Regions from separate parts of the Mus musculus genome. Here regions 2, 3, 4, 5, 6 and 7 are each linked to region 1. A link is a contact called in public promoter capture Hi-C data. All regions are on one chromosome and are shown on one strand. Each heading gives the region's core, a stretch centred on a gene start, on an enhancer-like site or on the middle of the called end of the contact. The rest is flanking DNA. Distances are from core to core; before and after follow the strand shown.

Evidence for each region. Promoter capture Hi-C pulls out the DNA fragments that hold promoters and counts their contacts.
Region 2: a contact with region 1 is called in a promoter capture Hi-C map of erythroid cells, with 4 times the contacts expected there. The contact joins the promoter of Tbx18 here to the promoter of Tmed3 in region 1. A contact is called at or near these places in 3 of 39 promoter capture datasets (cranial neural crest, embryonic stem cells and erythroid cells) and 2 of 115 datasets of contacts at active chromatin or transcription factors (astrocytes and embryonic stem cells).
Region 3: a promoter capture Hi-C map of erythroid cells shows a contact between it and region 1, with 4 times the contacts expected there. The contact joins the promoter of Zic1 here to the promoter of Tmed3 in region 1. A contact is called at or near these places in 3 of 39 promoter capture datasets (embryonic stem cells, erythroid cells and frontonasal cranial neural crest), 1 of 115 datasets of contacts at active chromatin or transcription factors (astrocytes) and 1 of 9 other capture datasets (embryonic stem cells).
Region 4: a contact with region 1 is called in a promoter capture Hi-C map of liver, with 5 times the contacts expected there. The contact joins the promoter of Nt5e here to the promoter of Tmed3 in region 1. A contact is called at or near these places in 2 of 39 promoter capture datasets (hippocampal neurons and liver) and 1 of 115 datasets of contacts at active chromatin or transcription factors (astrocytes).
Region 5: a promoter capture Hi-C map of liver shows a contact between it and region 1, with 2.2 times the contacts expected there. The contact joins the enhancer-like site here to the promoter of Tmed3 in region 1. A contact is called at or near these places in 5 of 39 promoter capture datasets (cranial neural crest, embryonic stem cells, liver and 1 more) and 1 of 115 datasets of contacts at active chromatin or transcription factors (astrocytes).
Region 6: a contact with region 1 is called in a promoter capture Hi-C map of pre-B cells. The contact joins the promoter of Snx14 here to the promoter of Tmed3 in region 1. A contact is called at or near these places in 6 of 39 promoter capture datasets (the C10 cell line, cranial neural crest, hippocampal neurons and 2 more), 1 of 484 Hi-C or Micro-C datasets (B cells), 2 of 115 datasets of contacts at active chromatin or transcription factors (large pre-B cells and pro-B cells) and 1 of 9 other capture datasets (liver).
Region 7: a contact with region 1 is called in a promoter capture Hi-C map of pre-B cells. The contact joins the promoter of Syncrip here to the promoter of Tmed3 in region 1. A contact is called at or near these places in 11 of 39 promoter capture datasets (the C10 cell line, cranial neural crest, embryonic stem cells and 6 more), 1 of 484 Hi-C or Micro-C datasets (CD4 T cells) and 2 of 115 datasets of contacts at active chromatin or transcription factors (astrocytes and embryonic forebrain).

Annotation. Positions count from the first base shown.
Region 1 is chr9:89,703,119-89,706,553 of GRCm38.p6, reverse strand. Tmed3 (transmembrane p24 trafficking protein 3) reads left to right here and starts at 1,511. Exons shown (of 3, transcript NM_025360.2): 1 at 1,511-1,808. The coding sequence starts at 1,629.
Region 2 is chr9:87,729,391-87,732,825 of GRCm38.p6, reverse strand. It overlaps Tbx18 (T-box18), which reads left to right and starts at 1,566. Exons shown (of 8, transcript NM_023814.4): 1 at 1,566-2,291; 2 at 3,161-3,365. The coding sequence starts at 1,982.
Region 3 is chr9:91,364,153-91,367,587 of GRCm38.p6, reverse strand. Zic1 (zinc finger protein of the cerebellum 1) reads left to right here and starts at 1,820. Exons shown (of 3, transcript NM_009573.4): 1 at 1,820-3,435. The coding sequence starts at 2,571. It also overlaps a transcript of Zic4 not described here.
Region 4 is chr9:88,325,806-88,329,240 of GRCm38.p6, reverse strand. It overlaps Nt5e (5' nucleotidase, ecto), which reads right to left and starts at 1,632. Exons shown (of 9, transcript NM_011851.4): 1 at 1,211-1,632. The coding sequence starts at 1,555.
Region 5 is chr9:88,359,827-88,363,261 of GRCm38.p6, reverse strand. All of the region lies in intron 3 of Nt5e (5' nucleotidase, ecto), which reads right to left. Among named protein-coding and RNA genes, the nearest start is that of Nt5e, 34 kb to the right of the region's middle. Within about 2 kb of position 1,926, at least 67 of the 459 cell types and tissues checked have an H3K27ac peak or open chromatin away from gene starts, as enhancers often do. A contact at or near this core is called in astrocytes and liver, where this site is marked.
Region 6 is chr9:88,437,116-88,440,550 of GRCm38.p6, reverse strand. Snx14 (sorting nexin 14) reads left to right here and starts at 1,622. Exons shown (of 29, transcript NM_001359958.2): 1 at 1,622-1,883. The coding sequence starts at 1,744.
Region 7 is chr9:88,480,651-88,484,085 of GRCm38.p6, reverse strand. Syncrip (synaptotagmin binding, cytoplasmic RNA interacting protein) reads left to right here and starts at 1,689. Exons shown (of 11, transcript NM_019666.2): 1 at 1,689-2,030; 2 at 3,321-3,435. The coding sequence starts at 3,333.

The DNA of each region.
Region 1 (3,435 bases), core at 262-2,761:
TCACATTCCTTTGACTAGTGCCCCAAACGGAAAATAGCTCTCCTAAAACAATACAATAGGTACCACCTGATCACTGTCTGCTAAGGCAATAATTTATTTTTTTAAAACTCAGGCATTTTCTCTTGTCTTATATGTAGTTTGATGCTGATTCCAATTCTGCCTGCTCCAACTTAAAGAGCTGTGAAACCAGGCCTCTTCTTTTGAACCACTGCAGATTCCCCCTCCCTCCCCCACCCTCCCAACCCCCATCCCCACCACCTGGAACTTAAATGTAGCGCTTCATCTTTAACTTGTGGGAACTTCAGTTTTGTTTTGTTTTGTTTTGTTTTGTTTTTCTTCACTTGATTTTCCAGTTAGATGATTATAACTTTCACATCTTCAAATACTCTTCATTAAAAATGTTAAGAGTTGGAGGAGAGATGGCTCACTGGTTAAGAATACTTCTAGAGGACCCCAGTTTGGGTCCCAAAAGCCTTATCAAATGAGTGACAACTGCCTGCAATTCTAGCTCCAGGGGATCCAAAGCCTCTGGCCTCTTTGGAGACCTGCATTCATATATACATACTCATATACACACATGTGCATACACATAATTGAAAATAAGAAATATAAGTCAATGTTAAATAGGACAAGCAGGGAAGGAGCCCCAAGGCACACAGCTCAACACCTCTTTCACATCTAATCTAGCACAGAGATAGTACATTTTATTAATAATTATATTATGGGTGCTGCTTTCATGCACATTAGCTCCTTGATACAGGATCCAGTATGGCCAGTGGTAGTGTATGCCAATTTTATCTATGTGGTAGTATATATGAGTAGTGAAATTCTTTGTTAAAATTAAGATTCACCATATCTAATAATGTTCTACTGACAGTAAGTGTTTATGTATCAGCAAATATTATAACATGTAATGTCTCTTTGTTTATGGACTATGGTGAACATAAAATCATATATATCCTTCTTAGGGCAGTTGTCATGAATAAGACAATAAATCAACTTGTCTTTCAACACTTTTAGAAGTTAAAGGGGATGGCAGATTCTCTCTGAAAAAATTTTCAATGTGACCCGAATGCGAAAACATAATTGAAATCCTTTAGATGCTTTTATTTCCAGAAGGGAGTCTGTGTGCAAGAAAACCTGTTTTCCCCCAGTGTAGCCATGGGGTTTACTTTGTTGAACACTTCTTCACCTTAGGTAGGAGGGGGGAGTGGAGGATCCGTCGCCTCCCTTCCCTGCGGTTCCTTTCTAGTCCATCGAGTCCTCCTAACTACTGAATGTGTTCATTACGTCCGGGATTTCTCCGGAGACGTGGCAGACACTAAGTGACAGCAAGTCAGAAACAGACTAGAAGCCCAACGGTTTCCGAGTTGAAGGGACGCACTGAGAAGTACCCGAGTCCAAGAGCCGCATCAAATACAATAGCGCCTAAACTCAGTGATGCGCTTGCGCAGCGGGCGGAAAGGTTCCCCGCCCACCTCTCTGGTGTGCGGCTGCGCGCGGAGTGGCCGCCACCCGGAACCGCTGTGCTGAGCTCGCGCCACGTCTCTTCAGGGGGCCCCTCCCCTCTCCCTGCTGTCCCTGCTGTCGCTGCGCGGGAGCCTAGAGAGGACTAGGCCCGGAGCATCATGGTCCACGAGGCTCCGCACGCTTCATCCTTCCAGATGCTGCTACAGCTGCTGCTTCTGCTCCTGCTCCGGGCCGAGCCACTGCGGAGCGCTGAGCTCACCTTCGAGCTGCCGGACAACGCCAAGCAGTGCTTCCACGAAGAGGTGGAGCAGGGCGTGAAGTTCTCTCTGGATTACCAGGTGCGGCCCTAGCCGCGTCTCACTGGGGCTACTGGTGCGCCGCCATCCGGAGCGGCCAAGATTAGCCACCAAAGGCTGAGGGGGTCGGGGATAACAACCCCAGACCGGTTGACTTCTCCCTGAGAAGAAACGTTTGTATCTGCCAGAGCCCTCCCGAAGTGGGCCAGGGGCACTGGGGAGTTAGGCAGGCTACAGGTGAGCGCTCAGGATGGGGGGCCTGTTACCGCCCCCTGTCGCCCCCTGCAGAATTGACCAGAATGACCTCTCCCAGGTACCTCCAGGAACATCAGTATTAATTAGCTGGACACCCACTGGGTGGCAGTCTGACCCAACTGTCACTTTGGGCTGGGTGTCTTGCTGGTGCTGAAGTCAGCTGCATCCTTTACAGCTGGAGTTTGGGGTGACATAGTTGGAGTGATGAAGGGTTTTTTTTTTTTGAAAGGAGGGTTCAGTGCAGACTTCGAACCCTGCCAGTGTATACTTAAGGACAGTCACACACACTCCCTCCCCAGTGGTGTGGCTATGTGGCTTGCCTCTCTGCTTACCATATGGCTCAACAAAGTTAGGTCCTGCACTTTGGTCTCCATGGACAGATCTCATAGCTAACAGTTGCTTTGGTAAAGGCTCTATCCCCTAGGGTTAATGAGTAGGCATAGGGTCAGAGGGATGAATGACCACCATAAAGCAAGACCTCTAGAAATGAGGTGACACAGGCACCCCAGTTGTGTACAATGAGTAAGCCCTTCTATGGTAGACGCTCTGAAGGTTGCTTCTGCTGACAATTCCATGTATGGTGGAGTCACTGATGAGACTGCTCTCACATCTATGGACGACATACAGTGTGTGTGTGTGTGTGTGTGTGTGTGTGTGCCTGCCTCAGCACAGGCAGCCTAAGAATAAGAACAATATTCTTGGCTGGGCAGTGGTGGCGCAGGACTTTAATCCCAGCACTTGGGAGGCAGAGGCTGGTGGATCTCTGAGTTCGAGGTCAGCCTGGTTTACAGAGTTCCAGGACAGCCAGGACTATACAGGGAAACCCTGTCTCGAAGAAACAAAACAAAACAAAACAAAACAAACAAGAACAACAACAACAACCGCCCCCCCCACCCCAGCATTCTTGATGTGGCTAGTGAGGCTCCAGAAGCCGTTGAGGGTAGGCATGCCCCATCAGTGGGGGGAAATCTATAACCACCAAAGAGACAAGCCTCTGAGAATGTAAAGGGCTTTCTAGATTAGATTGCAGTGGGAAGAGCCACCCTAAGTGGGAGTACCATCATTCACCAGGCTGAATAAAAAGGAGGAAACCAGCTGAATGCTATCGTTCATTTCTCTGCTTCCTGACTCTGGATACCATGTGATTAGCCCCTACCCCTACCCCTGGAAGCCTTCATGTTCCAGATACCATGCCTTCTCCCTGATGAACTATGCCCTCAAATTTATTTGCAAGTCAAATAAATTTGAATTTATTTGCAAGTCAAATAAATTTGGATTTTTTTCCTTGAATTGCTTCTGTCAAATGTTTTGTAGTAATACTAAGAAAAACACCGAGTGCAGTGGTCACTGCCTCTTAACTGCGTAGGCTCAGCAGGATGGGAAGCTACATGGAGTCTGTGTTGGAAAATGGTGA
Region 2 (3,435 bases), core at 317-2,816, 2.0 Mb after region 1:
GGCCTTGAGTTGTTTGCTTAAACTCTACAGACTTCGTCCTAGACTCTCCCTACTAACCCAGAACTTTCCAGGCTGCCTCTTCAAGCTTTCTGGTTGGCTCCCGCTTTAGGCCAAACTTCACTAACCGGGTTGAACTTATTCAGGATACCACATCACCCTACACTCTGATGAGTCTGCGAGAGCTTCTCCAGACAGCTTCAAGCCAGTAGGCTACACCGGCTCCCAGTGCCCCAAATAAAACAATGTCTTCCAATTGAACGCATTTTTCAGGCATTTAAAAATCTGCATCCACAGCAAAGATATTACCAAGTCCTTTCTGGCCCAGGCCTTGCAGGCGCCTCTAGGCACTCGCTGCTTGGTTCAATTTCTTCCCAGCACTCCAGTCCTGAAGGAACTGCAGGTTTCTCTATCTATGATTTAAAAACAAAACCCTCCTTCCGGGGTTGATGGTACTTTCAGAGGCCATTTTCCTGAATGCCGAGGAGAAGCCAGAAGAAAGCTAGGACTGCAGTGTTTAAATGAACATCGAATAAAGGAGGCAAAGCAAAATGAAACAAAACGAATCGTCCCTGGCCTATTTTATACTAAAGATTTGTGCACATAGTGAATTTTATTCTACAAGTGATTTTTTTTATTATCCCCATCAAACCCACATCCTGTTAATCCTAAGAAAATGTTGAGTTTAAACAACAGAACTGCACATACATGTTTGCGATCGTTCAATTCTAGAGTTCTGCTTTCTTTTGAATTTATTTTAAAGAAACACGCCGATTAAAAAAAAAAACCAATATGAATACGAAGCTACTTTTAACATACAGAACTTTCAAAAAACATACAGAAATTCATAAAACATGGTTTACTTTGTGAAGTTTTGAAGTTAAACCTATATCATTAAAGACAAACAGAATTAAAATCCCAGGACCTACGTTTTAAAATAATTAGTCCTAAATAAAAGGAGACACCTTTCCTGAATCGGTTATATGAAGGTCTGAGAGATATTACAATGATTAATTTTTAAATCTAAAAAATATCAAATATGCGTAAACTCATCTCACGTAAGAAAAAAATCTTCGGAGTAAGATTCAAGCCCGTGGTCATTCTCTCCATACAGTGGGCATCAATAGATGCAGGAATGTTTAAGTGAGAAACAACAAACTGTTGGCTGTAAGTTCCTGCCTCCTCCAAATGTACTTCTTAGCCCCATGGACAGGGATGAGAGACCGGAGATTTAAGGGTCCTTGAAAGATCCTCTATACTACTAGTTACGGATCTCTTTTCTCGGTTAAACCCTGAGGCTCAGCCTTTCCTGGTCCTGATAAGAAAAGCCTGAGAAGCGACTGGGTTGGCGGGTGTCAGCAAAAGAGGGTTCAGCTTTCTAGAGACTGGCAGAGACGAGCCAGATGGCGGCGCTTTTCGGTCTGAGATTTTCCGACCTTGTAAGGAAGTGGGCGCGGGCTGAGCGGAGTTAGATTCTCCTGATTGGTAAACCGTTTCGGTGATGGACAGCTCCATAGGACCCTCCCCCGCCGCTTTATTGACACTAATGAGCAAGTTCTTCCCACCGCTCTCCTGCCTTGAAGTGCTGACAGATCAAGGCAACAAATTTCAATTACAATCCCTAATTTGTGTCCGCAGAGTGTTTTTTTTTTCCCCGTGTTAGTCCTCTCGGGCTCATCAGTCGAGGCAGATCTTGGAGCAGCAGGAGGAGGTGGAGGGTTTGGGAGTCAAGAAGTGCATCATTGAACTCGAGGGAGAGACAGAGGGAAGGAAACTTGGCGGCCGCGTTCCTGCTTCCTCGGATCCCAACGCCAGAGAAAGAGGAAACGGCAAATTTGTTTTTGCCCGCAGCTAGGAAGGGGACAGATCTCGGGAGGCATCGGGAGCTGCGGAGCGTTTGGTGGGGGGCCAGGAGGGCGAGCGCGTGCGTGCGCCCCAGCCGCGAGTATATGAGAGAGGGGCGAGCGGGCTCGGGGAGGCGGGGATGGCGGAGAAGCGGAGGGGCTCACCGTGCAGCATGCTAAGCCTCAAGGCGCACGCCTTCTCTGTGGAGGCACTGATCGGCGCCGAGAAGCAGCAACAGCTTCAAAAGAAGCGGAGAAAGCTGGCCACGGAAGAGGCGGCGGGGGCGGTGGAAGACGCAGGCTGCAGCCGTAGCGGAGGCGCGGGGGAGCACGGCTGCTCGGAGGCCGACGAAGAAGCGGCTGCCCCGCCGCCGGCAGCCGGGGCGGCGTCCGGGCCAGCGCGGAGCTGCGCGGACGCGGAGCGGAGCTGTGGCTCCCGCGGAGCGGCGGGTGAGTCGATCGATCCCTTCCTGCCCCAGCGGCTTCCCGGTGCGTCTCCGCCCGGCTCCCGCGAACCTGAGCTTCGGTGAGGCAGCGCTAGCGCCCGCTCCTCCCGGGCCTCCGCCGCCGAGCCCCGGGGGCAGGCGTTGAGCCGTCGGCCCCGCACACCGTCCATCCGCGGCTCTCTGCCCGGCTCGGCGGGCTGCCGCCGTCCTCGCCTCTGCGCCGGGAGGGTTCGAGCCCAGGGCTGCCGCTGCTTTTCACTTCTCTAAGTTTTAGGGGCCCCCGGGGCGCGTGCGGGAGGGCGCGGGCTAAAAGCGCGGAAAAGGGCTCGGACGCCCAGAAGTTGGGTGCGCCAACCGGGGAGGCGGCGGCGAGCTCGCCCACACTCTCTGCCCTTCTGAACGCGGAGCGCTACTCCTCCGGAGCCCAGGGCGCCTCGGGGCGGGCTTTTAGCTCTCTTCTATCCGCTGTGCTGCGGGGCCCGGAGAGCCAGCAGCCCGGAGGATTGCCTGGAGCGGGGTTTGGGGAAGTTCTCAGAAAGTGCCTCGCGCGAGGCCCAGAGGCCCGGCGGCCTCCTGGGGCGGAGGGAGGAAGGGGTGACCGGAGCAGATCCCGGCAGCGGCCGCAGTGAGATCTGCGCCCAGGGACAGTGAGCTCGGGGACAGGTCTCAGGCCCACAAGGCGGGGCGCATGGGGAGTTTGCGGGCCTGGCTCTGGGACATAGGAACTCGGTGGGACCCTAAAGGCCTCAAGGCAACTCCGATCGCCCCGCGCGGCAGGACTGCGGGCAGCTGTCCTAGGGCCTGGCCCTGAGATGATCCTCAAGGCCGGATCGCCCCCTCACTGCTTCCCCGTCTCTACCCTCTGCTGTCCAGGCAGCTGTGAGGATGGCTTCCTGCAGGGCGCCTCCCCGTTGGCATCCCCGGGAGGCTCCCCGAAAGGGTCTCCCGTACCTGGCTTGGCACGACCGGGGACCCCGCTGCCCGCGCCGCAGGCCCCGAGAGTAGATCTGCAAGGAGCGGAGCTCTGGAAGCGCTTTCACGAAATAGGCACCGAGATGATCATCACCAAAGCCGGCAGGTAAGCTTGAGTCTCCGTGTGTCCTGGGACTTTGGCCTCACCGGACCCTGGCCGCAGCTCTGACCCACCC
Region 3 (3,435 bases), core at 571-3,070, 1.7 Mb before region 1:
TTTTACGTGCCATACCCCTCTACCTTTCAACAATCATTTTAATATATAGTCAATGGTTCTTTGTGGATGGGACAAAAAGCAACTACGCGCAGTTGTTGAATAGACTTTGCGCTGGGCAAAGACAGGTTAATCGAGGGCCGCATCGCGAAAACAAGCGAGTGTTGTATGTTTGCACGGAATCCAAATGTCTGCATTTTCCTAACTAAATCAAAGGGAGTGTTATTTCTTTTTCTGCTCACTCATCTGAAGGTAAGTAAATTTTCTCTGGCGATCAAAAGCCTGGTTGGCAACAAAGACCGCGCCCGCTTTTTCCACCGTCTTGTTGTGGCAAGTTGCGGAATTTCAATAACTGTGACAAGGGTGACTGATTTGTGAACTGGAAAAGGTTTGAATGTCACAAAATTTACATTGGTCCTATCTACCGGGGATTTAAATACCAAAAAAGTATTCCGGGATCTCTAGGGAGCTTTGGGAGATCCAGAGGAACAATGGCGCGTTGGGAAATTTACAGTTTTACCTGAATGAAAGGGACTGGGATGGGAATGGGAGGGCAGAGTGAGCGAGTTGGGGGTGGGAGCAAGCCACACAACGGACCAGACCGGAGGGGAAAAAAAAGGAAAAAAAAATGAGGGGAGAGGGAGATCGGCAACAAGGTTTCCAAACTGCCATTAAAAACAGAAAACAAAACCCAATCCGACAAACCTCAGGAACCAGGAAAAGTTTAAGAGATCCATCCACCTGTGTTTGGGGGTGAGTGGGCATGCAGGAAGGAAGTCTGCAAAACTGAGGCTGTGAAAGACACCAAGAAATCACGTTTCTAGGAAAGAGCTTGCCCTCGCGCTCCCGAATCTTAAATTATAAACAGGAGAGAGGCCCGTCAAAAAGGAAGCAAACTTCAAAAGAAGCAAATAACAAAAGCTTCCTTTGCTGCCCGGGGGGGGGGGGGGGGGGGGGAGGGTGGAGAAGGGGAGGGAGGGAGAAAAGAAAGTTGCTGAGTCCGGACATTCTGGAAGTGCCTTTGGGGTGTTTCTCGGCTGGTCCCCCCCCAACTGCTGCTCTCGGAGACGCCGGGGGTCTCCAGTCTTTAAACGCTCTGCAGAGGTTTGAAGGAGAGTGGCTCAGGGATGGGGAGGCAAGGGGGGAGGGGAGTGGGGAGGGAAAGAAACAGAGGGAGGGGAGAAAGGGGGACATTAGAAGGAGGGAGAGGAAAGTGTGTGGCGGGGAGGGGGGAGAACATAGAACAAGAAGCAAAACCTAGAGAAGGAGGGGTAGGAGGCAGCGAGGAAGGGGAGGGAGGGAATGAGGGAGGGAGGGAGGAAGGTAAGGAGAGGGGGAGAGACAGGGAGAGGAGGGAGAGAGAGAGAGAGAGAGAGAGAGAGAGAGAGAGAGAGAGAGAGAGAGAGAGAGAGAGAGAGAGAGGAGAGGAGAAGAGAAGAGAAGAGAAGAGAAGAGAAGATGAGAGGGAAAAGAAATCGTGGCATTTTTTTCCTTCCGTGAGAAGAGGGGGAAAAAATTTGCTAGGGGGGAAAAAAAAGTTGCTACTCCTGGCAGCCCTGTTAGTCAAAAGGGGATGTCAAGCGCTTTACAATACCTGGGATTGATGAGGCGGGCGGGCCAATGAGCAGCGCGCGGCGCCACCGCGCGCCCTTCGTTGGCGCGGCGGCCCCGGGCGGGGTGTGTGGGGGGATTGCCGCCTCACCAATCCTCGCCCGCGTCGGTCGCACGTGACCCCTCCCCCTGCTCCCATTCATCAGGGGGGGGGGGGGACGACGACGGTGTCGTCCTTTCAATTCATTTATCTGCAGGAATGATTGCTGCTATCAGTCTCGCGCTCACCGCCCGGCTGAGGAGGTGAAAGTTTCTCCCCAGGAAGATAAACCGCAAAAGACAATATTGTGCATGATTTGCGCCTTTTCTTTTCTTTTTTCTCCCCCTCCTTTTTTTTTTTTTTTCAAAAAGCAGAGAGGGGGAAAAAGGGAGAGTTGAAGGATCGAGGAGGAGAGCCTGAGAGAGAGAGAGAGAGAGAGAGAGAGAGAGAGAGAAGAGAGAGAGAGAGAGAGAGAGAGAGAGAGAGAGAGAGAGTGAGAGAGAGAGAGACTGAGACTAGTGGAGAAGTGAGGAGGGGCGCGCTGCGCGAGGAGACAGGGCGAGCAGTGGCGGCTCTGGCGTTCACATTCCTCTATGCCACAAATCCGGGAAGAAGTTTTATTGGGGGGCTGAGATGTTCTATGCCTTTCCCCGGGCAGCCTTGATTCGAGGCCCTCTCGGCAGAGACTGAGCGGCGAGAAAGTGAGAGCCCGGCCCGCGCGGTTCGAGCGGCTGGCGCTGGAGCCCGCCTTCTACCGGCCGGCAGTCATCTCTCTTGCCTGCCTTTGGCCGGGCGGGTGCCGGCTAGCGCCTGGCCGTTGCCTGCTGGCTGAGACTTCGTTAGGTGGGTCGACTCCCCCTCCCTCCTCCTCTTCTTCCTCCTCTTCCTCCGCCTCCCGTTCCTCCTCCTCCTGATCTTCCCTCCTTGGCGGGCGAGGGTGGGGGGGGGCGGGGGAGGCCGGGGCTTGCCCCGTGCAGCCACGATGCTCCTGGACGCCGGACCCCAGTATCCCGCGATTGGTGTGACCACCTTTGGTGCATCCCGGCACCACTCGGCGGGCGACGTGGCCGAGAGAGACGTGGGCCTGGGTATCAACCCGTTCGCCGACGGCATGGGCGCCTTCAAGCTCAACCCCAGTTCGCACGAACTGGCCTCGGCTGGCCAGACAGCCTTCACGTCGCAGGCTCCGGGCTACGCCGCTGCTGCGGCCCTGGGCCACCATCACCACCCCGGCCACGTCGGCTCCTACTCCAGCGCTGCTTTCAATTCTACCCGGGACTTTCTGTTCCGCAACCGGGGCTTCGGCGACGCGGCGGCGGCAGCTAGCGCCCAGCACAGTCTCTTCGCTGCTTCGGCCGGCGGCTTTGGGGGCCCACACGGCCATACGGACGCCGCGGGCCACCTCCTTTTTTCTGGGCTTCACGAGCAGGCGGCTGGCCACGCTTCGCCCAACGTGGTTAACGGGCAGATGCGGCTAGGTTTCTCCGGGGACATGTACCCACGGCCGGAACAGTACGGCCAGGTGACCAGCCCGCGATCCGAGCACTATGCTGCCCCGCAGCTTCACGGCTATGGGCCCATGAACGTGAACATGGCTGCACATCACGGGGCTGGAGCCTTCTTCCGCTATATGCGCCAACCCATCAAGCAAGAGCTTATCTGTAAATGGATCGAGCCGGAGCAGCTGGCCAACCCCAAAAAGTCGTGCAACAAAACTTTCAGCACCATGCACGAGCTGGTCACGCACGTCACGGTGGAGCACGTCGGCGGCCCAGAGCAGAGCAACCACATCTGCTTCTGGGAGGAGTGTCCACGCGAGGGCAAGCCCTTCAAAGCCAAATACAAAC
Region 4 (3,435 bases), core at 383-2,882, 1.4 Mb after region 1:
ACTCGCCCTGCTATTTCTCTTGCTAAGCCCTTATGATTGTTGTTGTTGTCTCTGATTTTTTCCCCAGAACAGGGCAGAATCTTTTACCGGAGGCATCCACACTGGGTTGAATGTGAGTGGTGGCTCAATTAATTTTTACGTCTCAGTTACATCTCAGTTATGTTTTATTTGATTATTCTTTATCCCTTCTCAACAAGCAAGGCATCACCTCCAACAGAGTGTTGGGAAGTGAGGACTAATCTCTCTCTCTCTCTCTCTCTCTCTCTCTCTCTCTCTCTCTCTCTCTCTCTCTCTCTCTCATGCTAGGCTGGCCTCTCTTTTGTAACCAAGGATGACTCTGAACTTTGGATCTTTCAACCTTTACCAGGATTGCCCTGCAAGCCTAGTTTGGGCGATGCCAGGGATCAAATCCAGGGCCTTTGGAATTCTAAGAAAGTACTCTAACAATGGAGCTGCATCCCCAGCCCCCTTATCTCTCCAGTTAGGCTCTTTCGGAATCTCTACAGCCAATCGGTTTTTATTGAGCCCCTGAAATCCCAGCTTTTCCGCGTTTGGGTTCTCTCTGACTTTTTTTTTTTTAACTTGCTCTTTTGAGGCAGTGCCTGGGAGCAACAAGAACTAACAGTTACAGAGATTATATTATTATATTATGTGCACAACAGTGCTTTGAGGTCAACATTCTTCTTCGCATTTCATAGCAGATTTGGCCACCGAGGTCTAATAAATAACTAGTATAAGGTCACAGAAAAGTAACTGACCTGTAAATCGACCTAAGGAGGTGAGCTCATTGTGCTCGGACTTCAGAGCCAATCGGATGTGTTTTCCTCCTTGGGGGCTGGTGACCTGAATAATTTTTGACCCGATTTCCTTTCAGTAAAGTAAGGATGAAGAATTGTTTGGAAGACAGAGCAGATGGGAGAGGTGGAGGAGACTGGGATGGGTCTCCAGCCCTTGATAATTTTCAGTGCTCGAGCTGAAGCACCTGTAGGCAGTAGGGTCCCTCTTCTAATTGTCTCAGTTCGCTACGGGACCCCAATAACATCAGTTTAAGAAAATAATCTAAGAGACGCCCTCACTTAGTGAATGAATCCTTAGGTGGCCTGGGTCGAGTTCCACCTGTACATCTCTGAGCACTATCAGACCACTAGCGAGTTCTCCAGCCTTTCTCTCTCTGGGTCTGGGACTCCTACCCCGGGAACTTTCTCCTTACCATAGCATCGTAGCCCAGGATGTTCATGAAGTGTGCCACTTCAAGGCCTTTGTAAACGGTGAACCAGATGGTGCCCTGGTACTGGTCTCCGGCATCCAAAAACAGCACGTTGGGTTCTTCCTTGCGGATCTGCTGCACCTTGGTAAAGAGCCGGGCCACGCCGCCCACACACAGGCTGGCGTTGAGGCACTTGGTGGAGTCATCGCTGGTCTGCTCTAGCCGGCTGTGCACGTCGTTTGTGTGCAGGATCGTGAGCTCCCAGGCACTGGCTGCGGGCCACTGTGGTAGTAGAGCGCTCAGTGCGAGAAGCAGCCACTTGGGTACCTTAGCGGCCGCGGGACGCATGGCTGGCTAGAGCGCGTTGAGCGGGTGGACTGGCCCTGAGCCCAGTGAGCACCGGCCACCGGGGCCTCTACTAAACTGCGGAGTAGAGGAGGGCGGGGCGGGGACAGACCCGCCTCTTCCAGCCCCAGGCCCTCCCGCTTGCAGACACACTCCCCGAGTCACCCGATGCGACCCTGGCACCCGAGGCACCCGGGAGCCTCTGGCCCAGCACACGCAGCCCGCAGGGAACAGAGAGGAGGTTGTTCGCCTGGTGAGCGAGCAGGTCCGAGAGGCTGGGTGCCGCAGTCCCCGGGCGGGCGGCGGTGACAACTGCAGGGGCAGCGTTCCGGATCCTCACTCTCTATTACACCGATTTCTCCAGAAGAGTGTACAGCGGCTTGTGTTGCTCGGTGGCTCGGTCGCCGAAAAAGAAGGGGCTGGGGCGGGGGGGGTGGGGGGGGGAAGGAAAGGAAGACAAACGTGGGAGTGAGAGGGGTCCAGAGCCCGCCTGAGAGGTGCGCTGGAAGGTTGCTTCGGTGGGACCGGGACACACCGGCCGAGACGCTACTTAGGTTTGAGGACGCAACCGCTCCACGTATTCGAGCTGGAATCTCAGGAGCAAAGCAATCTTTGGGACCCTCAGCGGTGGCATAGGGCCAGCTCTGAAAGCTAAGGCGGATCCTAGCGGGTAAACCTGACAGCTACTCTGGGGCGCTCCTCCCTTACCTTTTGTGGTGTGTGTGTGTTTGTGTGTGTGTGTGTTTGTGTGTGTGTGTGTGTGTGTGTGTGTTTGTGTAAAGCTTTTAGCAGTAATAGTGGGGATCCATATTTGTTATGAACAAATCATTAAATATAAATCGCCACAGCACAAATTCCCTGTCTAATGGATTAACCCCTGTGTTTGAATGAAGTATAGTCAACACGCTAGTAGTTCTGAGAAAGGAAAGAGTATTGGTGAGGTTCCCGTGTGTTCTGGTCATTATAGAAGTTATCTAATGCCCACACAATTCCAGAATGCACCAGGTCTGCATTGTTACACACACACACACACACACACACACACACACACACACACTACATTGGGGCATACCTGTAATCCTAGCACTCAGGAGACTGAGTTGAGAGTTGAAAGTATGGGGTACATAGTGAGGCCCTATCTCACCCACAACCAAGTTGCTTTTCAATTGCAATAAAATATACATCATATATACAGGATGTGCATTACCGCGTACTGTCCTAAGTTTACAGATATTTGCCATCATTCATTTCCCAGAACATTTTTATCTTTCCAAGATTGCATTGTAAACTCATTAAACAGTGACTCCCACACAACACGGTGGCAATCACCTATAATTACAGTTCTTGGGAGTCCCGGCAGGAAAACAGTCTGGTCATGTAGTGAGTTAGTGAAGCCTGCCTCAACAACAGCAGCAGCAACAACAACAACACAAACAAACTAAACTACCAACTAACCAAAACCACCTCTCCATTTCCTTCCTTTCCAGCCTCTGGCAGTCAACATTGCATTACCAGTTTGTATAGATTTGATCATTCTAAGGACCTCATAGTTGTTCTTTTCTGACGGAATTTGTTTTACTTGGTGCAATGCCTTCAAGACTCAGTGTGTCAGCATTTCCTTTCTTTCAAAAGCCAACACTTCACACTAGGTGTGTATTTGAATGCTCACATTCATAGCAGCTTATTCATAAGGTATGAAACCAGAATCAGACCAGGGTTCACGGCTGATGAAATAGTTTAGTTGGGAGGTGAAGTAAGGACCTGCTATGTTGCTTGTTCTCACATGCAACGAAAAGTCTCTGTACATCTTCACCAACTCTATTTTTTTTTTGTCTTAAATGATAGTCACCTTATGGCACATGTGATATCTCACTGTAGTTTCT
Region 5 (3,435 bases), core at 677-3,176, 1.3 Mb after region 1:
CCTGCCATTCTCTACTCAGTGGGCATTTACTAAGCTGTTTCTAAGTCTGGGGCATTGTGCCTGGTAGTCTGATGTGGGTCAAACAGAAATAGAACACTGCCAAGATTATCTCTCTTTCATGCAGACTCACTCTCTCTTCCCCCTGGCTGAATGAAAACTAAGCCATTTTGATGTATTTCTGTTTCTGGATAAAACTCTTCTGCCTCTGCTTCCCAAGGGCTAAGATTACAGGTGTGCTACAATACCTGCTAAGCAATATAGGAAGGGAACTCAAGTGAGTGAATTAACAGTTCTCATTCTACGGGGTTGTCCAGACAATTCAGTGTCTTTAGATCCTCAGTGTGTGCCGGCCAGGCATAGTAGGTACACCATTTGTACTGCATGCCTCTTCCCCTTATAAGACGAAGGCATCCTCTAGAAACCTTGCACACACACTCATGGGCCTATAGTTGTTAATGAGGACCAAGGAGGGATGACTGAGCTGTTCCTAGGGTGACCGTGCTTTCTCAGGCAGGGACAGGCTTGCCCTTCACTGCAGGGGATAAGATGTGTAGGGAAGCCTCTACCTTGCTTTGCCAAGACATCCTCTTCTGGGCAGTGTTTGGAAAGCTGCAATTCCCCTAGCTGTCCATAGCGTGGCAGAGAATACCCCAGCCAAGTGGAAAAAAGATTAACAAATTGCAGAAATCTGGCATTCGGCACTTTCTTGGAAATTAAAGGGAGTGGCAAGCCAGACTTCTAGCCTTGGGTCTTTTTATTTTTTTATTTTTATTTTTTTTTCCTTCCTTCCACGGCAATAGCTTAAACAGAATGTTAGAAGTTAGGAACCTGCCATCCCTGTCAGATGCCCCAATTAGCTCAGCATGCACTCTGGCAGGGAGCACCTACTCTCTAGTTCAAAAAGGTCTTGATGTTCCTTTTCTGAGAACAAAAGATACATCAAGGTTATCTCACAAAGACCTAGTCAGGAACAGCAGCTTCCTTTGTGGCTGAGGTAAAAGTGGGTCTGGCTGCTAATCTCCTCCCCCACCCAGGCTGAGTTCCCATCACCCCCCTCCCCCCACTCACTCCCCATACATTTGGCAACCCCATAAAACCACCAGCGGGGGGGGGGGGGGGGGGGGGACAATCCAGACCTTCACATTTTCCACACTGTTCCTTGCTTTCCAGCCAAAGAACTAAACATTTATTACTTTCTGCTGTACTGAGTTATTTTTCTTGGACATGTATTTCCAAGCCTACTTCTGCTCAGATTTTTACCTCTCTTAATCCCCATGATTTTATTTATTTATTTATTTAGAGGAAGCTACACCACTATCACTTTTTGTTAATGCAAGCTTGGGCTCAAAGAGATGATGTAAATAAACTGTTAGTACTGACTGAACCAGGGAACAGACTGAGCCTGGAAGAGTATCAAGCCCTTTTCACAATCTCAAGCCAGATTCCAGTGAAAGAAAAATGAATTCCTGCACGTAAAGACCTCCAACCAGCAGAGCTAAGGCAGCACAAGCTTCCAGCCTGTGAGAAGCTCAGTACTAGGGGCCCGGGGCCCGTGAGTTCTCAGGAGTTGACCAACTTCCCTTATAACAACTCTACTTGGGATTGGATCCCAACTTCAGAGCTGGGCTTTTCAATAGACTCGTTTCATCTTGGAAAGCAACCATTTGAAGACTAGCTTCCACGAACTACTGCTGTGTGCGTGCAAAATGTGGCTTTGCTCTAAAGGACGCGGTGCTGAAGCTGAGCCGGGCAGAGCCTATGTAAAAGGACGAGATCAAGTGGTCACTGGGATGAGGAAAGTCCTTGTCTGACCCAAGAAACACCCAGAGAGATCACTGCCAAGGCCACTGGTCAGACCTCTGCCCTTTGGCTGGTTCTCCAGTGTACACAGGAAACCCTGAATGTCACCAGTTCTTATCAAGCGCCTGGAAACAGTTCCTTGGAGAGTGACTCTCTGTCCTGTGCATGTGACAAATGTTAGGGTTGTTTTGGAAAGGCACGATTATCCAAAGCCCAGCTTTCTTTTCGTGGGGCTTGTGTATGTATGCGTGCGTGCGTGCGTGCGTGCGTGTGTGTGCTGGGGCAGAGGGTTAGGGGGTCTCAGTGTTTATTTCTGGATGGTCACTATATTGTAGACCAGGCTGGCCTCGGACAGTTGCCTGCTTCTGCTTCCCAAGTTCTGGGATTAAAAGTGTTTATCACTATGCTTGGCCCTGTTTTTTTTTTTTTTTTTTTTTTTTGTTTTTTTGTTTTTTTGTTTCTGCTTCTACCTCTCAGGTGCTTGAATTACTGGCCTGTGCCACATCCGCCTTGAAACCTATCTTTTAAAACTGTGGGTCATGACCCACAGTCATAAGGGAGAGTATTGTGACTGAATGGCAGGCTACTGATCATACAGTGACCAAACACCCTACCCCTGCCCGGGATGGATTTTCATCTCAGAGTAATTACCACACACTGCATCTTTTTTCTTTTTCTTTTTCCTTTTTTTTTTTTTTTTTTTTTTTTTTGAGACAGGGTTTCTCTGTATAGCCCTGGCTGTCCTGGAACTTAAGACTTCACGGTAGCCTTGGTTCTGAGCACATATGTGCACTTCGCGCTGCACATGTGTGGTCACACTGGCAGTGACAGTATTGATCAACTCTGAAAAAGCACTGAAGATGCTGAAGTATCAAATATTCAGCTAAGACTTAAGTTTCTACATAAAAATAAGCAAATCTATCTTACTAATATGCAAATTTACTTTTGTCTAAGATAAATGGTAAAAATATATACATACCAACTAATTACCTTAAAATAAGTTTCTTGCGTTGGTGAGATGGCCCAGTGGGGAGAATGCTTGAGATACAAGCCAGAGTTCTATCCCAGGAGCCCACAGTAGAGAGAGAACCAGCTCTCAAGCTAGATGTGGTGGCACGTGCCTGAAACCCCAGCATCCAGGAGATGGAAGCACAAGGACACAAGTTCAAAGTCATCCTTGGCAATCTAGCAACTTCTAGGCCAGGTATAGAACCTGATCTTTAAAAAGGTGCGGCAGGGAGCACATACCACACTGACTGAAAGGACTACGGGTAGTGGCTTCTCTCTTTCCTTGTTACTCTAATACAGCAGTGAGTCTTCTAACCCTGTCCTAGGTAAAGAACACATAGCAGTTTTAGTTCAGCTGCTCTATAATTTATTTTGTGAATTCCCACAAATTTTAATTCTGTAGTCTTAACATAATTGCTGTTCCTTAAATATATGGATAATGTGAAGTTCATACTTAGTAAATGTGTGCTTAGGTCTAGAATCAATCATACTGGAAATAAAGTAATTTGTTTTTAAAATCTGACCAGTCAAATATTTTAAAAGAGTTGTATAAACTCCAGCTTACTGGTGCACGCCTTTAATGATAGCACTTGGGAGGCAGAGGCAGGTGGATCTGAAGACAGAGGT
Region 6 (3,435 bases), core at 373-2,872, 1.3 Mb after region 1:
CCTCATTACAACCAAAAATCCTGTTAGGGAAGAAATTCACTCTAAAACCAATATAGACAAATTGCCTAGTTCATTTTAAGTTCTGCAAAGGAATTAGACAAATGTTTCAAAGGTGTCTAATTTGAGCAGAAATGAAAAACAATCTATTAAAGGTACACTATCTTGGTTAACAAGTTCAGAAACTTAGAAGCAAAGCAATACAAAATGCAAGACAAATGACTAACCAGTTTAAATCACTTAGATTCACACTAGGCATTTTACGGTGCATGAAGATTAACATACACTTAATCCAAACGGTTTCTATTTCATTATTAGCCCCAGTCTATTTCAGTAAGGGAAGGCTATTTTGCAAATCTCGGTATCAAACCCTACACGTTTGGTAAACATTATTACTGGGTTACAGCCCTTTGGTCCTGTGATTTGTTTGAGAGTGTGTATTTGCTGTGTCCAGACTACTGATCCCTGTTGGGATTTACCGTGCTCTTTGTGGAGTTAACAGTGTAAAATTACAAAAGTGAATGTTAAGTGTGTACCTTGAAACTTCACATGAGTATATAAAGAATATATATATATAAAGAATTTGGTGACAGATGCACACTTCATGAGTGGAAATGTTACTGTCATCTAAAGATACTGCTAGTGTGTATTTAATGTTCTTTGGTACACGTTGTATTAAAGTTGGTTCTGAAGAAATTAGGAATACATGTAAATTTAAGGACAAAGACCTGAATTTCTAACAGCTGTAATGGGAAGAAAGGATGGTACATCCTGTAAAGGAAATGAGCCACTAAGGATCACCCACCTTTTCAGAATATTGAAAATATTAATGAAGCTGCACATACACTTGAGAAAACAAGGAGTTCTGTTTCCCTGTCTAGGGGAGAGAGGTGGCTTGATGGAAACTGCCAGTGTCAGAATAGCATGAAATTCTGTTTTCGCTAAGAAGCGATCCCGAGCAGGATCTTGCTTGTCTCAGCGATGTGATTATGCTGTAGTTGAAACTAGAATAGCTTACGCTCTAAGGGTAATGTTTGTAGGGTAAATTCAAACGCTTTACATGCCTGAGTTTTAGCTCCTACAAAATGCTGAATGAAATTCTAAAAGGGACTATCCAGATTCCAAGCCTGCTGTCGTCACACGCTGGGTTATGGTTAAGATCGCGGGGTGAGGTGACTCCCTCGTTGTTGGTTACGTGGCTAACATGACTTTCTTTCGGAGGTGGATTGCGGGTGGGTGGCGGGCGGGTAGGTTGTCATACGCCCCAGCTTGATCCCCTTTTAAAAAGCGGACTTGAAGGCGTCCTTTCCTCCTCTCCCTTAGGTGTGGCAACGAGAATCCGAGAGGTTGAGGCGGCAGGGTCCGCTGTATGGACTACATTTCCCAGAGGGCTCCAGGAGCCGCACGCGGCTGCTGTGCAATTAGCTTTCCCACACTCTTCTGCCAGTCTGCATTCTAGGTTTCCCTGGACTTCCGGATAAGGAAAGTGGGTGGCCGCGCCAGAACGTCAGTCCGAGCGCTCCCCAGTCCTCCCGCGGGATGGTGGCGGCGGCCTTGGGGCGGCCTTGCGTGTGGTTGGGGCGTTGGTTGCGCACGCGCGGCGAGGGTTGCGGGGCGGGGCCTTGTGCGGCTGAGTCTAGCTGTGAAGCTGGGTGGTGGGTGGCAATGTGGCTCCGCCGCCGGGGTTTGGGGGTGCCCTCCGCCTCTGCCTCTGAGGGCGGCACGTCCTCCCCTGCGTGGACTGAGATGGGGTCTTGGGTGCGGACGATCTGCGGGAGGCTGAAGCAGCGGCTGCGGCTGGACGTGGGGCGCGAGATTTGCCGTCAGTATCCGCTGTTCTGCTTTCTGCTGCTCTGCCTCAGCGTCGCCTCGCTGCTCCTCAACAGGTACCTGCTGTTGGCCCCGCGGCGGCCGCTCGAGAGCCCGCAGGCTGCTGGGCGGCGGGCAGGAGCGCACTCTGCACCGCGGTCTCGGGAAGGGCGGCCCAGGTTGCTCCCGGATATGCGGACGGGTGCGGGCCCGGGACCACGCAGCCTTCGTGGTTACCTGGCTCTCAACCTCTCCTTTTTGACCATTTCTCAATGACGAGCCTTTATCGTCTGTTTTACAATTACAATCTGTAATGCCACCTCAGTTCAGTAAAGGTGATCGGAGGGAGGTGGCTTCAAGGTTCTGTCGCAGCCTCTCCTCTTGGGGAAGCCTTCTCTCGCAACAGTACGCCCTCACACCGGCACACACCTTTGCAACCACAATTTCGTCTCTTTAAAATACTGGTTTTTGACCCAAAGTCAGAAAGCAGTGTAGTACCCATCGCAACTCTACAATATTCTGGTTTTTCTTTTTTTTCAAGATCTGTAGTTAAATTGACATTTTGAGGTCAGAAGTCTCCGCCCCTGAAGCTTGTTGTGTTTTATATTTCCAGAAGTAGTATGGGTGCAGTGATAGTAGAAAAGATGTGTACTTAAAAACATCGTCACATTCTTTTCTCTGTTTTGAACAAGCAGTCGCCTTTTATTTTGAAGTAATTCATTTGCAAGAATAACAGTGAGAAACATACACAAGAGATTTGACTTAGTAGTTTCACTAAGGCTATTTCCTGTGATTCTGACAACAGTTTTGTTGTTTTCCTTCATTTCTCGCTCTCTCTCTCTCTCTCTCTCTCTCTCTCTCGTTTCTGCCATCTTGGTGGCTTTGTAGAATTGGGGCTTAAGCGATAGATTAACAGATAGTAATTACTATGAATTACTGTCTTACAGAAAAAGTGCCCGGCTTGTGATGATGAGGTGCTTGATTGTAGGGCTGTGGGAGAAGTGAGTTCCTTTAACAGCAGACATTACTAGTTACTTAATACAGTTCTGTCCTCTGAAAGGTGTTTCAAGCTGGACTAGCAAAGCCGAGCAAAATGTAAACTATAGGATGTGAGTTTTGTCCTCAACTTTCTTCGATGGAAACTGACTAAAGTATAATTCTTCTCTAAGGTGCATCAGCCATGTGTTGGGGACAGATTGAACTAGCAATTCTGAGGTCACCAAAGTAGGAAGTCATAGAATGTAATGTGATATGTGATCTGTACTATGAATTGGTATTATGCAAAGAAGGGAGAAAATACACATACATTTTTATCTCTGAATGGTCATATTTGTGAGCAAAATTATTTTTGCATACTTCCCCCCGATTTGTTCCTATTGAATCAACTAAAGTGACATTAAACATCACAGTACTGTCCCTTTTATTTTATTATTTTATGTCTATGGGTGGTTTTTAAAGTTATTTATTTTATGTGTATGAGTACACTGTAGCTGTCTTCAGATACACTATTACAGATGGCTGTGAGGCATCATGTGGGTGCTGGGATTTGGAACCAAGGACCTCTGGAAGAGAAGTCAGTGGTCTTAATTGCTGAGCTATCTCTCCAGCCCCGTCCATGGGTGTTTTATC
Region 7 (3,435 bases), core at 440-2,939, 1.2 Mb after region 1:
AATTAAATCTTTTAAAATATGCAAGGGGAAAAAAAGGGTCTAAAACATGAAAGGAATTTAGGTCAGAGTTGGAGAGGAGAGGTTTCAATTCGAGAATTCTTGACATTGCCTAGGGAGGGGCACTTTTCTATTCAGGGCTCATTAAATAAGAACTGTAAGTATCAAACTTTCTCCACCTTGTTTAACCTACGGTCTTTCTATTACCACTTTGGTTGTTTTTTCAATGCTATCATTATCCAGACTTTTGTGGTACTAACTATAATATCTTGCTGAATTAATTAAATACCATAGCAAGGATATGTTTGGTAGTATGGGATGTAGGCGGTGGATAGGCAAAGCCTTATTAAGCAGGTTTTGGATAGCAGTACTTCAGAAATATTTCCTACTTGATCCACCTGTCAACAGAAAAAAAGCTCAATTTTATGTGTCTAGGCACTTTGAAGAGTGTTTATCTAAGTTTCCTTGGACTACTTACTGGCTTATCATAGCATAAAGCTCATTTGGAAGAACAAGTAGCTTTCTAATTGTAGTTTTTTGTTTTTTTTTTCAAAGAGGATAATGCCATTTTTCATTACAGTCGCTCTGGATAAAATTAGTATCCATATCGCCTGAGATACAAACGCCTTTGTCTTGTCTTTCTTGTCCATAGTAAATGGTTACAAAGGAAATGTCACTTCACATAACATTTAATTGCCAAGATGCTTGAAAAGAAACACATTTCCCTCACAGTAGTCCTAATCACGCAGCTTTGTGCTGCTTCAAGTTGTTCAAAGTGTGCCAGGAGGAGCACTTAACTGCTTAAAAGGCCAGGGACAGAAACGGAATATTGCACAATCCAACACCACCGGGTCGGTTAAGCTTCCAAATCTGGCCTCCCTGTCATCCCCGAGCCGGAGGCACAGGGATTTCCTCGCAAACCCGCGGCGCCCCTCCCTCCGCCCAGGGTATTCGTGGAAGCGGAGGACGGCGCGCGCCGGGCCGCGGGATACCCCATTGTCTAGCAGCGGAAGCCGGGGCTCCCCGGGGTGACTCCCGAACTCCAGCCCCGCCACCGGGTGGCCCCGAGCTCCGCCGTTCCCCGTGCAGCTCCCCTCCCCCGCAGCCCCATTGTCTGCCTCGCCTCGCCCCGCCCCGGGGGACACGTGCGCCTGCAGCTTCTCCAGCGCCCAGGGCGCGGGGCGGCCGCGGCGGCGACAGCCCCAGCCCCGGCAGAGCGGGCAGCCAACGTCGGGCACCCTCGGAGCCCAGGCCGGCGGTGGGGCGGTGGGGGGCGGGGAGGGCGGGGTGGGGATATGCTTGTCTCCTGACAAAGAACGAGTGGGACACGCCGAGCCGGCGGCCCCGCCCGCGGAGCGAGAGGGAGTGTCCGCACAGAGGGCGGGTCTCTCATTCACTCGGCCCCTCGCTGTCGCCGCGGCGGAAGGGCGGGGTCTCTCCCCCCCCCCCGACCGGGAGTTAGGGGCGGGGCGAGAGGCGGGGCTCGCGGGCGCGCGTCCCGCGGCGTCGTCTGCGTCGTCACGTCAGCGCGGGAGAGAGAAAGAGCGACTCGGCAGGGACTGGGGACGGGGCCGAGAGAGAGCTAGCGAGGGAGGGCGTGAAGCCAGAGAGAGCCAGAGAGGAAGAAGGGCGGCCACTCGTGTGTGAGCGGCCGCGGACGGGAGTGGGGAAGCTGGGGGAGGAGGTGCAGGGAAGGAAGGACGAAGGCTGAGAGGACAGGGCGGCTAGCGGCCGGCGGAGGTGGCGAGGGGAGAAGGAGGAGCTGTCGGAGGGCAGGGGCTGAGCTGAGGGAGTGAGGGAGAGAAGCGGACGCGCCAGGGAGGGGAGGGAAGGGGGGTCACGCGGGGGCGCGCGCGCACCGGGAGCGCGCTCGGAGGCGAGTGGAACTGGATCGGGTTTGCTGCCAGCGGCGTGAGCTTCGGCCGCCATTTTACAACAGCTCCACTCGCGCCGGACACAGGGAGCAGCGAGCACGCGTTCCCCGCCAGCCGACCCGGTCGGACAGGATTCCTCGGCCCCAGCCCCGCGGGGAGGTAACGACCGCGGGCCCCCGGGTCCGGGAGGGGAGCTCCGTGACATTGTGGAGGGTGCTTGGGGGAGGGCGGCGCGGGGAGAAACCGGCTTTTCTGGAAAATGGATTCCAAGGGGGAGAGAAGAGCACGTTGGCCGGGGCTGCCGGAGAGTAGGCCGCGGCCGCGCCGCCACTTCCTCCTCTCCCCATGTGCAGCCGCGGCTGGGCTTTGTCTGCGGCGCTCCGGGAGGAGGCGCCTCGACAGCCCGATGGCCCGCGCGGAGCGCGAGCGGCGGACTTGGTGCTGTCGTGGCCGGCGGCGCGGGAGTGGGCGGAGAGGCGCGGGGTGCTGTCCCGCGACCGGCCGGCGGGCTTGGGCGGTGCTCGGCTCCCGCGGGCGTGTGCTTGGCGGCGGAACGCCCTCCCCGCGCGGGCTGTCGGCCTCGGCGCCGCAGCCACTGCACCGAGGGGTGCGGGAGGCTGGGGGTCGCGGGCGCCCGGGAGCGCCCGGGGCGGAGAGCCATGTGTCACGGCGGAGACGGCAGCGCTGGGGGGCGGGGAAAGCCCGTGGCCTGGCGCCGCGGCGGCCTCAGTGTTGAGGGGCGAGATGGTGCGGTTGCACGGTTCAGGGGGCTCGCACCGCGACTGCGGGTTGATGTTGGGAGGCGGTGATGACCGTCTTGGCCCGGTACTCGGTGGGTTTCCGTTGAAGGAAGTTGTAGGACATTTGAAGGCGCAGAGCACGTGTTTCTAATGGGTTCCTGGCGGCCGCAGTGGCGAGGCTGCCGCTCCGGGTGCGGAGTCGGGGGCGGGCTTTGGGGTGTGGGGGTGAAGGGTGGAGGAATTGGGTGGTGGGAAGGTGGCTTGTGTGAGCGCTTTGTTCTTCGCTGGCTGTTGTTACTGATCTATAAGCGGCAGGCGGGAAAAGCGCACTTTCTGGTTTACCTTGGAGAGAGACAAGCCCAGCGTTGCTTGCTTCACACACCTTATTCTCCGTTTTGGAACTGCTGCATGTGGCAGGCTGGGCCGGTCGCTGTGCTGATTGGGCTTCATTTGTAATAAGGTTTTTCTCAGTGAGTGTTAGCAGGTGAAGTCAGGGGTGGTGCTCAGGAAGAATCTAGTGAATCGGTCCTTCTGTACCCGAGCTCCAAAATCTGGCTTGTCAGGCGATAGTGATTTTAAGGTTTCTTTCAAGGGAGGTTCAGGCTGGCTGGTTGTAGTTAAGTGGTAGAGAAAGTAAAGATTGGGACTGTCATTGTCCTCTATTCTGTTTGAAGATCCTAGTTTAATTTTGCTTATTGCGTTTGAACAGATCTCTGGAAACATGGCTACAGAACATGTTAATGGAAATGGTACTGAAGAGCCCATGGATACTACTTCAGCAGTTATCCATTCAGAAAATTTTCAGACATTGCTTGATGCTGGTT